Linked DNA regions of Ovis aries: region 1 is linked to region 2. Evidence: chromatin contacts called from public Hi-C data. All regions are on one chromosome and are shown on one strand. Each heading gives the region's core, a stretch centred on a gene start, on an enhancer-like site or on the middle of the called end of the contact. The rest is flanking DNA. Distances are from core to core; before and after follow the strand shown.

Region 1 (6,119 bases), core at 892-3,391, 230 kb after region 2:
AATCTGCCTGCAATGTGAGATACCTAGGTTCGATCCCTGGGTTGGAAAGATTCCCTGGAGAAGGGAATGAATACTCACTCCAGTATACTGGCCTGGAGAATTCCACTCCATGGGGTCACAGAGTTGGACACGACTAAGCAACTTTCATTTTGTCATTAGTAGACATTAAATTTTATCAGAAGCTTTTCCTGCATCTGTTGAGATAATCATGTGGTTTTTATTCTTCATTTGCTAATTTGTCATATCACAACAAATTGATTGATTAGGGGATATTGAAAAATCCTTTCATCTCTTGGATAAATCCCACTTGATCATGGTGCACAGTGATTTTAATGTATTGTTGGAGTCAGTTTGCTACTATTTTGTTGAGTTTTGCATCTGTGTTCATCAATGATATTGGCCTGTAATTTTGGGGTGTGTGTGTGATTATCTTTGTTTGGTTTTGGTATCAGGGTGATAGTTTCTTCATAGAATGAGTTCATAAGTATTCCTTCCTCTACAATATCTTAGAATTCTTTCAGAAGAATAGATGTTAACTCTTCTCTAAATGTTTGGTAGAAATCGCCTATTGAAGTCATCTGGTTCTGGACTTCTGTTTGTTGGGAGTTTTAAAATTACTGATTCCATTTGATAATTGATGGTACTGGTAATTGATCTGTTCATATTTTCTGTTTCTTCTTGATTCAGTTTTGGGAGACTGTACCTTTATAAGACTGTCCATTTCTTCTAGGTTGTCCATTTTAAGGTGTATAGTTGCTTGCGGTAGTCTCTTATGATCCTTTGTATTTCTGTAGTGTCAGTTGTAACTTTCCCTTTCCCATTTCTGATTTTTATTGATTTGAGTCCTCTCCCTTTTTTTCTTAACGAGTCTGGCTAAAAGTTTGTTAACTTTATTTTTTCAAAGAACTAGTTTTATTTATATTTTCTATTGTTTTTTAATCTCTATTTCATATTTCTGCTCTGATCTTTATGGTTTCATTTCCTTCTATTAACTTTTGGTTTTGTATTGTCTATATGGTGAGTTTAAGGACAATGAAGGATATGATCTCCAGGTACAAAACACTTGCTTGTATCATTCCTAATTTATATCACTTCACCAAGCAACTCAGAGTTTCACCTTTAAGTTAATAAAGAGACATTATGCTCAATGAGATAAGTACAATGGTGTTTTCAGGAGATGGTGGGAGAGATAGGACAGATGATGTTTAAGAGTAAAAACTTATGAGTAGTAAATCCTAAAGATCTAATGCACAGTATAGTGAATATAACAATGATGTTGTACTATAATCATCAAAATTACTAAGAGACTAAGTCTTAATTATGCCAACCACTAGAAAGAAATGATAATCACATCAGGTGATATAAGTGCTAATTATCACTATAATGTTAATCATATTCCAATATATAAATGTATCAAATTGTTGTACTTGTATAAATGTACACCTTACATTTATACACTGTTAGCTGTCAAATATATTTCAATTAAAATATTAGATCTAAAAAATAAATATGATAAAAATGTTAAAAATAGCAAAGCTTTAGCAGAACATCATATCTTTTTAGGTTGGAAGCTAGCAGCTTAGGGTTTGAGGGAAGAAGGGTTAGGAGGGGTAGGTTTTCCAGTTTGTCCAGGTAGCTCACATATTTTCATCTACACTTCATTCAGCAGAGATTTTGCAATGTTTTCACCAGGGCAACTTGAACTCATGTTGCTGATTTCTATAGTAAAAGGCCAGACTATAATCTCCCAGACTAATGTGGCAAGATGCAAGAGCCAACCTGGAAGGTTTTCTTCTCTTATGACTGGTTTTGGCTGTCATTGGCCCCAGGCTGCAGTCAGTCTTCTACCTCTCACACCCAGTCCAGTTAGAAAAAGCATTTGATCCCCAGGGTTTCATGAGCATATGCATTTTGTATGTGCATTAGTTACTGTAACTCATACTCCCCTCTTGCTTCTATATTGGTCTCAGATTGAGCAGAGGAACTCAGCAAGCCAGGCTGTTTTGCCCTGTGTTCTGCAACTAGGACACCATGACTGTCCTCTCACTTCCTAATTTGCTGATTTGACTTAGTAGTCCTGACATGCCCTGGGAGCATTTAGACTCAGAGAAGAACTTTCCATCTTTGGCACATTCTCAATGCTGTGACAAAGAACACAGTCACAGCTGATTGCTCTGCTGGGCTTTGGCTGGGGGACTTGTTATTAACTAGGCTCAAATGAAATTTTCAAAGAAAAGGATATTTTTCACATTGGCATTTAAGAAATTGTGCTACAGGAAGTGGTATATACTTGTCCCTTTTCTTGATAGAGAACACAAAGTACTTTGGATTGTTCATTGCTCCCTCAATGCACTTTGGCAAAAGAAAAGCTGAAATTTTAAATTTATTGCCAGTCCTAGAGAAGAGCTTACTAAATTCTTCCCTCAGCTCAAATGTAGCCCCTAAACTATTATTAATTATATTAGTTATATAAATAGACTCTAAAGTGATCAATTACTAAATTAAATTAAAACATTCCTCTGGATTACTTTTATTCTGTTGTACTTGGTTTAGACCTGATGGGTTTGTATAAAATGCTGGCCATCATAGCCACTCGCAGTTATCAAATGAAACCAATGCATTACTTCATAGAGGGTATTAGACCTTGCATTGAGGTGTGTATGGAAGTGTATAAACAAGTGCAAAACAAGTGGTTGCCTTTCCCATTGGCCTAATTAGTCTCTCTCAAGTACAGATATAAGTTTTGCCTCTCATAGAATCACTGTTATTTTTTATGTCAAGGACTGCATTTCCTATTTTTGGTGTTTTTGGTTCTCTTTGTCACTGAAAGGGGAATGTAACAATTTAAGACAGTTGAGATTAGGTTTAGCAAAGTCTCAGCTATGGATGGAGATCATTTTTGCCTGCAGTTATTAAACGTGAAATTCAATCACTAAATGACTTATTCTCTCCAGTGGACACCCTCAGCAGATGACAAAAAGAACAACTAACTTGGGTGCTCATCAAAGATGACCTTAAAATATTCTCTTAAACTTTCTCACTTAATAGCACAACAAATGTTTCTTGAGCATCTACTGTGTGTCAGGCAGTCTTCTAGACCCGAGGATGATACAAATGGAAACAAGTTAAATTCTTCTCCCATTATTAACAGGGAGACAAAATGAAGAAAGTATGCAGTAGCAATAAGTTCTGTAAACATACTAACAGGGTGAGATGACAGTGACTGGGGACCCACTTCAGCTTGGGGTGGTAAAGGTAAGACATGTGCAAAGTGGCATCTGAGCTGACCCCGGAGTGACATGCAAAGATGGAGACAGAGCATCCCAGGTGGAAGGAGGAGCAAGTACAGAAGCTCAGAGGATTGCATTTTTATGAAGGTGACTAGAATCACTGTGGATTGAACTGAGTTATGGAGGGAGAGAGCAGTATGGGATAAGATTGAAGAGGTGGATAGAAATCATTTCATTCAGGGCTTTGGGGCCCTGACCAAGAGTTTAGATGTTATTCTAAGGATAATGGGGAGTACTTCCAATCCTTTAGCAGTCCTGCCATCTGTGCCTTTAAAATGTATTCAAAATATGACAACTGCTCACCCTTATACCAACACTTCTACTTCTTTTAATCAGAAAATGTCAGGATCAAATGCAGCTAAAAAACCACAAACAGTTCTGATGTGTGCAGAATGGATTATGGAGAGGTGAGTATAGAATAGAGGTATCAGTCAAGAGATGATTTTGTGGTCCAGATGGGAGGTAATATTGACTTGGATAAAGGTGGCAGTGATGGAGGTGGTAAAAAATGGCCACATTGAGGTTATATTTTGAACTAGCCCCATCACCATAAAACCTGAGACTGTGAAACACGTGGAGAGCAGTTTTCCTGGGTTCCTTTACCCTGTCACTTTCCACCCAGGCGTCCCTTCCCAATAAAGTCTCTTGGTTTATTATCAGCATGTGTGTCTCCTTGGATGATTCATTTCTGAGAGTGAGGCTAGAATCCACTCAGGCCCTCAATGGGGTCCCTCTTGCTGCAACACCTAAGTTGGACTCTGCTGAAGCAGTGACTGTTTTGTCTCATCTTTTATTTTCTGTTTATTTATTAAATTTACTTACTTATGTATCTTTAAGGAAATCTCATAGACAAATAGGGGACCTGGTCTTTGGCTCAGACAGGACAGACTGACCTTGGAATGGAAAGAGCTACGGGTTCTTGAACTGGCTTCTTGCCTCAAGTATCCTTTTTTGGACCAAGAGAAAATGTGTTTCCTGCTCTAGGCTCTAGGCTTTGTTTGCCAGACCAGCTGTGAACACTTGTTACAGCCACACAGATGCTGTTCACAGCATGCCTGTGACTGGTTGGAGATTGCTTAGAAGAAACTGCCAGTGGCTTGCTTGACCTCGCTCTCTTTGTTTTGATAATTCTGTCCTAATAATCCAACAACATCGACATTTGACCATGGTACCAGTCAAGACCTGATCTATCTTGTCTTCTGGTTTTCTTCTTTATTAAATGGAAGTATTGTTGTTACAATATTGTGTTAGTTTCAAGTGTCCAGCAAAGTGATTCAGCTTTATATATGTATTTTTAGATTACTTTCATTATAGGTTATTATAAGCTATTGAATATTGTCCCTTGTGTTATACAGTAAATCCTCACTGCTTATCTGTTTTCTTCTTAAGATCTGAATGAATGACCTCTTTGTGTGTAGGTGTGTGTGTATGTAAATGGTTGTGGTCATAGTTTCAGTGTGTCTCTCTGACACCCAAGACCTGTTATCACAAACTACAACCTTTGGCCATTTTTTCTGAAGATGAATGAAAAGAAATAGTTCAGAGTGAAAAAACATAGTTCAAAGTTTTATCTGCATAGGTAAATTTATAGTGGTCCCTTTTTATCTTACAATGTTCCTCAGATAAGTTGGTTCCTTTTTAGCTTTCAGAGGGATGGCACAATAAATTAGAATTTCTGTCTCAGCTGCCCTTTTGGCAAGAGTAAAGTTGCCTGTGTAAAGATGAATAAAGAGGGAGGCAGGGACCCAGAGAGTAGAGAATGGGAGGTGTAATTTATCTGTACACGCTGGACACTGCCCTCTTCATAGCAACAGCAATAAAGAAAAAAAAATGTTTCCAAGTGAACATGAAAAAACAGTTGTGTGTCTCAGATGTTAAAGTATGTAGTTGTCTGTTGTGTAGTTGCTAAATCATGTCAGACTCTTTTGCAACCCCATGGACTGTAGCACATCAGACTCCTCTATCCACGGGATTTCCCAGGTAAGCATACTGGAGTGAGTTGCCATTCCCTTCTTCAGGGGATCTTACCCGACTCAGGGATCAAAACCACGTCTCTTGCATGTCTTGCATCTCCTGCACTGGCAGGCGGATTCTTTACCACTGAGGTACCTGGGAAATGCATACTTTTCACAAATACCTTTTCTGATCTAATGTCCTAAAGGAACTGTGCTTTTGAGATATCTTAGTTCTGTTCATATGTAAATGTAGCTGTGGACCTTTCCTTTGTTTTGAGCTCCCTGCAAGAAATTCCAGTTATAGGTTGGAAAAAGGATAAGGCAAGTGGAGACGTATCTGAAGGCTATGGGGCAGGTGGAATTGGGAATTACTCAAGTCTTGTTAAGTTAAAGCATCTACATATGAATAGACTTTGTGTTTATACATATATGTGTGTATATATCTATATACATACACACAAGACTCTGCAGTTCCACGTCTAGATTTGTTGTTTAATATTTAAGGACATTAGTCTGATGAGAAGGCTTTGCTTTCAGAAGCTGTCGCAGGTCCCAGATGACAGAGCCGCTTGTCCCCCACGTGGCAGTTTCTGGGTACTGCAGCTACAACCCAGCAAACAGCCGTTCAGAGCATGACAGCTTCTCATCCCACGAGAAAGCACGTCTCATTTGGGTACTAAACCTGGTGACACGTGAAAGGAGATGTATGATATTTATAAAACTGAATGTTTAGAAAGCTCAGCAATGCCACATCAAATGCTTGGAGATACCCAAGGGGCAATGAGTGAAGCATGGTGCCGAGCGCAGTGCTGACCTTCCTTTCATTGGGAACCAGAGCTTCACACCACGCTAAGCATTTTGCTACCTATGAAAC
Region 2 (5,569 bases), core at 2,426-4,925:
GCAGATATTTCTGAAGCTCTTTAAAGTCTACTGGATGTGATATAACCAGCACCTACTTAATATCCAGGTTGAGCAAAGTTTTAACTTTGTCTCCCATGTTTACTGGTTGTATACTTTGAGGGAAGTTACGTATTGGCTTCTCTGCCTAAATTTCACCAGTTTTAGAAGGCTCATGTCAATTACAACTCCTCAAATATGTCTTAAGGATTAAGTGAGAGACATTAGAGCTAACACTCAGATATTCTTCTAAGCACTTTAAAAACAGAATTCATTTAATCTTTGCAACTTCCCTATGATGTCTACATTCTACCCAAAGAGGACCCACAGGCAAAGAGATTAGGGACGTGGCTCAACAGCAGCATTAGGACCTGGATGTGAACCTGAGTGGTCAGAATCGAAGTTTGCCTCCTTGACAACTGCTCAGGACCCAGGACACAACTAAAGTTCAAATAGTAGTGTTCCTTCATCTTTGCTGCATATAGGTAACCACGTGATAGATGAGGAAATCCACGTAGATATTTAAAATAAAGCTTACTTTATTAAACAGTTGGCAAAAACCTTCCCTAGGGTTTATTTCTTAAAATATCATTAATATCTAAGTTCATATGTAACTGCAAGTGGAACTATATAAACATTTATGAAAAAGTTGACATTGTAAATTTGGAATTACCCAGTTTAGAATATCAAGTTTCCAGAAAGGGTGTTTTACATAAAAAACTTAAACAGATAAAATAATGTCTCTTCCCAATAGTGATAAAAATCATGAAACAACCTCTACTGAAAGTAGAATATTTTAAATGACCTAGGTAAACAACTGTTAACATTTTCATCCAATCTTAATAAGAATATGGTGAAGGTAATTTCCTTCTCAAGAAAAAGTGATTTATCTTAGAAAAAACATACATTCTAAAAATAAACATATATATTCAATTCTGTTGAAAAGCAACAAGTAAAAAGATATTAATCAAAATTTTAACTACATTCTCAAAAGATTAAGTAGAAGAGAATATCTACATCATTACACTTGAATTATCTACCAACAGTAAGACGTTTTGGCACATTTAAAAGACAATTATTCAGTTGTGGATAGGTGTAGAAATGCATGCCACTCCAAGCAATGAGCTTAAGTGCAATGAATCATCAGTTATCACATGAACCAAACAGCTGCCTCTGTCGTTAACTCCAGGTAGTGTGAGGCTTATTGCAAATTGTTACCAAATCTCTACTTTATTGAAATAAAATCCAAGTTGAAAACTAAGGCTTAATCATAAAATACCCTGTGTCATCTGAAAATAGAAATGTAATCACACATAAAGCCATACTGTTTTTTTACAGTTATGAGCATTAAAGAAATCTGCTTTCTGAAATTTCATTTGCCACCAGATTGCAATGAATTATTGAAATAAACTCGTCGTTCTAAATGAAAATGTAAACCATGGCGAGGATTTTAAAGTAAGACAAAAAACCCAATATGTACTGAAATTAAGCTTATAAAATGTTATTCAATAATTCTAAAATTAATTATATTCCTATTAACCCTAGTTCTTGGTAGCATACTTTCCCAACATCTGTTCCAGATATTTCACTAAAAAATGTTTATGTTATAGCCTCCAAACAGATTTAGCAAATTAATGAAAATAAATGTAAAGGAAATTTACACTGTGTGGTTATGTTTCAGGAGCATTTTTCTGTAGCTCTGTAGAGTATACAAACAGTGGCAGAAGGTGGCAGTGCTGAGCTAAAAAAAATAAAATTTATGGAGCTGTCCCTGAAATCTTAGGTAGTCCACAGACCAAGGACTCTTAAGTTGATTGGTATAGATTTTATTATAGATACATAGCTGCATAAAATCAGCAAGCCTAAACTTTGAACTAAATGTTCATAAAATGATTAAAGGTTATTCAACAGGACATCAGGGCTATTCAACGGATTTGTCTGTTTTTATTCAGCAGATTTTAAGAAATATTTTACAGCATTGTTATCCTGCCTGATTAGTAAATTTTTTTCAAAGTAGTGAAATGCATCTAACAAAACAATAAAATGCAAACCTTTTAAATGGATCAACGAGACAGAAAGATCCATGCAGCTTACCATTCATCAGGAGAGCAGCCATAATCCTCAGGTTCAGGGACATGGCTTCAGAAAGCAAGAGGAGGGACACAAAGAAAGGAAAAAATAATCAAAGAAAGGCTGGAAACACAAAAGCATGAATAAGGGAAGAACTGAGAGATGGGTCAGTTAAGGAAATAAACTTTTAGCTGATTTGGAAAGAATGGCAGTTAGTATAGAAAGTATAATTTATGGTAACTAAGCAGATTTACTAAGTTGTTCTTTCGTTGGATAGCCAACTTGCCTCTTCACCATGAAATTTCCCAATTTTATGCACAGAAACCAGTATTCAGTAGAAAATATTAAACTTAAGAGTTTAAACACAGGCTAAAGCCAATGGAAAATTCATCACACAATGCATAATGAGAATAAAGTGTTTTAATAAAAAAAAGCGTGTTACTAAGAACAAACTGTCACACTGATAAAATCTGCTAAGTGCATTTCAGAAACGTATTTGATTGCCATGCAGGGGTGGCTCTTTACACAGGTATAGTAAAGTAAAAGTTAATCACACTGCTACAGCTAAAGAGCACCACAGTGTGAAAGATAAGCATTTTAAAAGATACTCAAAAATGCTCATTTAAACCATAACTCAGCCGTTAAAACAACTTATTACGTCAAAAAGAAAACACAGTCATCAATACTTCATTTTCGTCCATCAGCTCATCGGAGCACTGGATCTGTGAATAGCTTCCATTTCAACCAACCAGTGATGTGACCGAAGGGGTCCGTAATACATGACGGAGCAGATTTTATTTTACTTATTTATGTATTTATTTACTAAAATTTTCTTTTTATTGTTTAGATTTTTTTTCTCGCTGTCTTGAGACATACAACGCTGTGCAAGTGCAAGGTATACAGTGTGATTTGATACTAATATATCTTGCAAAGTGATTACCATTACGTGCATGTGGGCTAAGTTGCTTCAGTTGTGTCTGACTCTTTGTGGCCCTATGGACTGTAACCCCCCAGGCTCCTCTGTCCATGGGATTTTCCAGGCAAGAATACTGGAGTTGGTTGCCATGCCCTTCTCCAGCAGATCTTCTCGACCCAGGGATTGAACCTGCGTCTCTTACGTCTCCTGCAAATCATAGTTTTAGCTAACACTCCCACCCATCACCTATTTACCATTTCTTTTTTTTTTTTTATGGTGAGAACACTTAAAATCTACTCTCTCAGCAGCTAAAACAGATTTCCTTATCTCTCGTTTCTTTCATTATACAAGGTCATTCAATAGTTTTCCTTTAAATTAAATATATCAGATGTAGGTAGAGTTTAAAGATGCAGAGTTCAGTATAACATCACTGTTTTTGATAAATATACAATGTTCACTGAAAACTGGGGAAAATCCTCTCACTTCCTAAATGGCCTCTGTTTCTTACCCTTCCACCAAACTGGCCATGCATGGACCTCATCACTCTAAGGGACCTCCAAAGCATCAACTGTCTCTGGTGCAGGCTCCACCCACCACCTTCACTCCAGTCACAGTTGGGGCAGTCTCCTTACTCACTGTCCTCTCTTCTAACAAAGGATGTTTTTAGATGCTTGAGGGGAAGGTCTAAATGAGCCCTCAGTGAGCCCAGAAAAAGCCATGGCCTCCTGCCAAGCTCTGAAAACTAGCTGCAGCCCAGTGCTCTAGGCAATCACTTCTCATCAACCTCAAGGCTTAGATGAGTCCTTGAACTACAGCAAGGGAGGGTCTGACGCTACCCAAGCAAAAACACGGCACCAAGGTTCTGCCAAGTTGCCCTGGTGGTGTACAGCAGCCCTGGATCTCCTACTGGGAGAGGGGCTGGAGCCTCAGAGCTCAAGGCTCAGGGCTGCACTCCCTGGGTGTGGTTCAACCTTGGCAGATGTTCAGGGCTATTCTGAATGAGAAGAGCAGCGGGTGATCCATACATCTGTTACTTTATTCTGTCTGCATGAGTTTCCCCAAGATCACGGCTCTAGTAGCTCTGATATGTACCTTCTGTCTGGTTATTTGCCATGGGAGGTCAGTGCTGTTACATCTGCTTGGGAAGTTCTTAAACTCATTCTTGATCTCAGTGTGAAGCATCCCAGTGCCTGGTCTCAGTGATGAGATCACACCCCTCTACCCTGTCCTCAATCACAGCCTCAATAAACCTTTGTACTGCATTCTGATTTTATAATTGTCTGCATGGTGATTTAATTACATCCATTAACCTCCAATTAGACTATAAACTTCAGGGGGGTGGAAGCCAGGTGAACTTTGGCTTATCATTAAATTCCCAACATCTAACAAAGTACTACATGTTGTACATAGAGACGAACACTTGTTGAGGCATGAGAATAAATGAATGGTTTTTACCCAGCTTTATCCACCAGTCACAGTGAGAAGTGAGATATATTTATTGGTTATAGTATAGACCTTGGGGCAATTTTGATAATTGTGAAGTTTCTCATGGTGAATTTCCTCTCAGACTTAAAGAAGTTGCCCACTCTTTCAGCAAACATTGCTAAACAAAATATTGTCAAGTAAAACTACTCACATGCTATTTTCACATGTAAATAAAGATTATTATTAGGAGCATTTGGGTTTCACTTAAAGGGAAAAAGTCAATGAAATGTTTTTAATACTGATTAAAATGACTTGCCCATGTGAAAATATAATATTAATTTGCTTTACAGTCTTAAAAAAACAAAACAAAAAACTTTCCAGTTCATCAGCTCATTCTAATAGTAAGATTTTAAATTATCAACAAAGAAGGTACTTAGGACTATAGCCGAGAATAGTCACTGTGTTGAGAATTCTACCCACTGAACATAAAAACCTCATTACCTATTTCTGGCTTTCAAGTAACTGTGATAAAACTGAATTAGTATAAGAAGTAATTTGTTGAAATTATGCTTTAGTAAATGTTTAACAGCAGAATTTCTAGTTTGTAATAAGTTAAATTTATAAATATGATATTACAATTTATTTACATTTAACTAAAATCTAATGAAACAGTCTAACAAGTTTAATTATGGTGGTACTTCTGACAAAGTTAATCTTTACAAAATAAACATCATTGCTAAGTGTGTACTAGGTGTGTACAAATCTTTTATTTCATTGACCATCACGAATCCAATTTAGGGCCAAAGTTAAAAGAAATGAGGGAAAACTTACTAAGACTAAATTTTGGAGCTTTGTTTTAAGTGTTAAATATCTTCTTCCTACAAATCTATAAAATGCACTGAATGAGGTAAAGATTATACTACCAAGAGACTTCAAGTCTTGTCTTTCAAACTGATAAAAGCCAACAGAACTCATCTTGGACTCTAAGGTAGAAAGAGATTTTATTTTCTTAAAAAGTGCTTAAGAAGCATCAGCTCTGAAATCATAACCCCAAAGGCATTTGTTAGTATATAAAACTATGTGTTATTTTCCTTTGTTTGGCTAAATTCTGAGGAGACAATCTCTGTTTTCTTCTTCTGGAGGTGAAAGTACATATGTGTA

The links. Hi-C and Micro-C count contacts between places; a contact is called where the count stands out from the background.
Region 1: a Hi-C map of hypothalamus shows a contact between it and region 2, with 7 times the contacts expected there. The contact joins two enhancer-like sites. A contact is called at or near these places in 2 of 16 Hi-C or Micro-C datasets (hypothalamus and muscle).

What each region holds. Positions count from the first base shown.
Region 1 is chr6:62,323,135-62,329,253 of ARS-UI_Ramb_v3.0, forward strand. No RefSeq gene overlaps it. Among named protein-coding and RNA genes, the nearest start is that of GRXCR1, 68 kb to the right of the region's middle. Within about 2 kb of position 2,142, at least 11 of the 54 cell types and tissues checked have an H3K27ac peak or open chromatin away from gene starts, as enhancers often do. A contact at or near this core is called in hypothalamus, where this site is marked.
Region 2 is chr6:62,091,441-62,097,009 of ARS-UI_Ramb_v3.0, forward strand. The region is part of intron 14 of ATP8A1 (ATPase phospholipid transporting 8A1); the gene reads right to left. Among named protein-coding and RNA genes, the nearest start is that of ATP8A1, 88 kb to the right of the region's middle. Within about 2 kb of position 3,676, at least 10 of the 54 cell types and tissues checked have an H3K27ac peak or open chromatin away from gene starts, as enhancers often do. A contact at or near this core is called in hypothalamus, where this site is marked.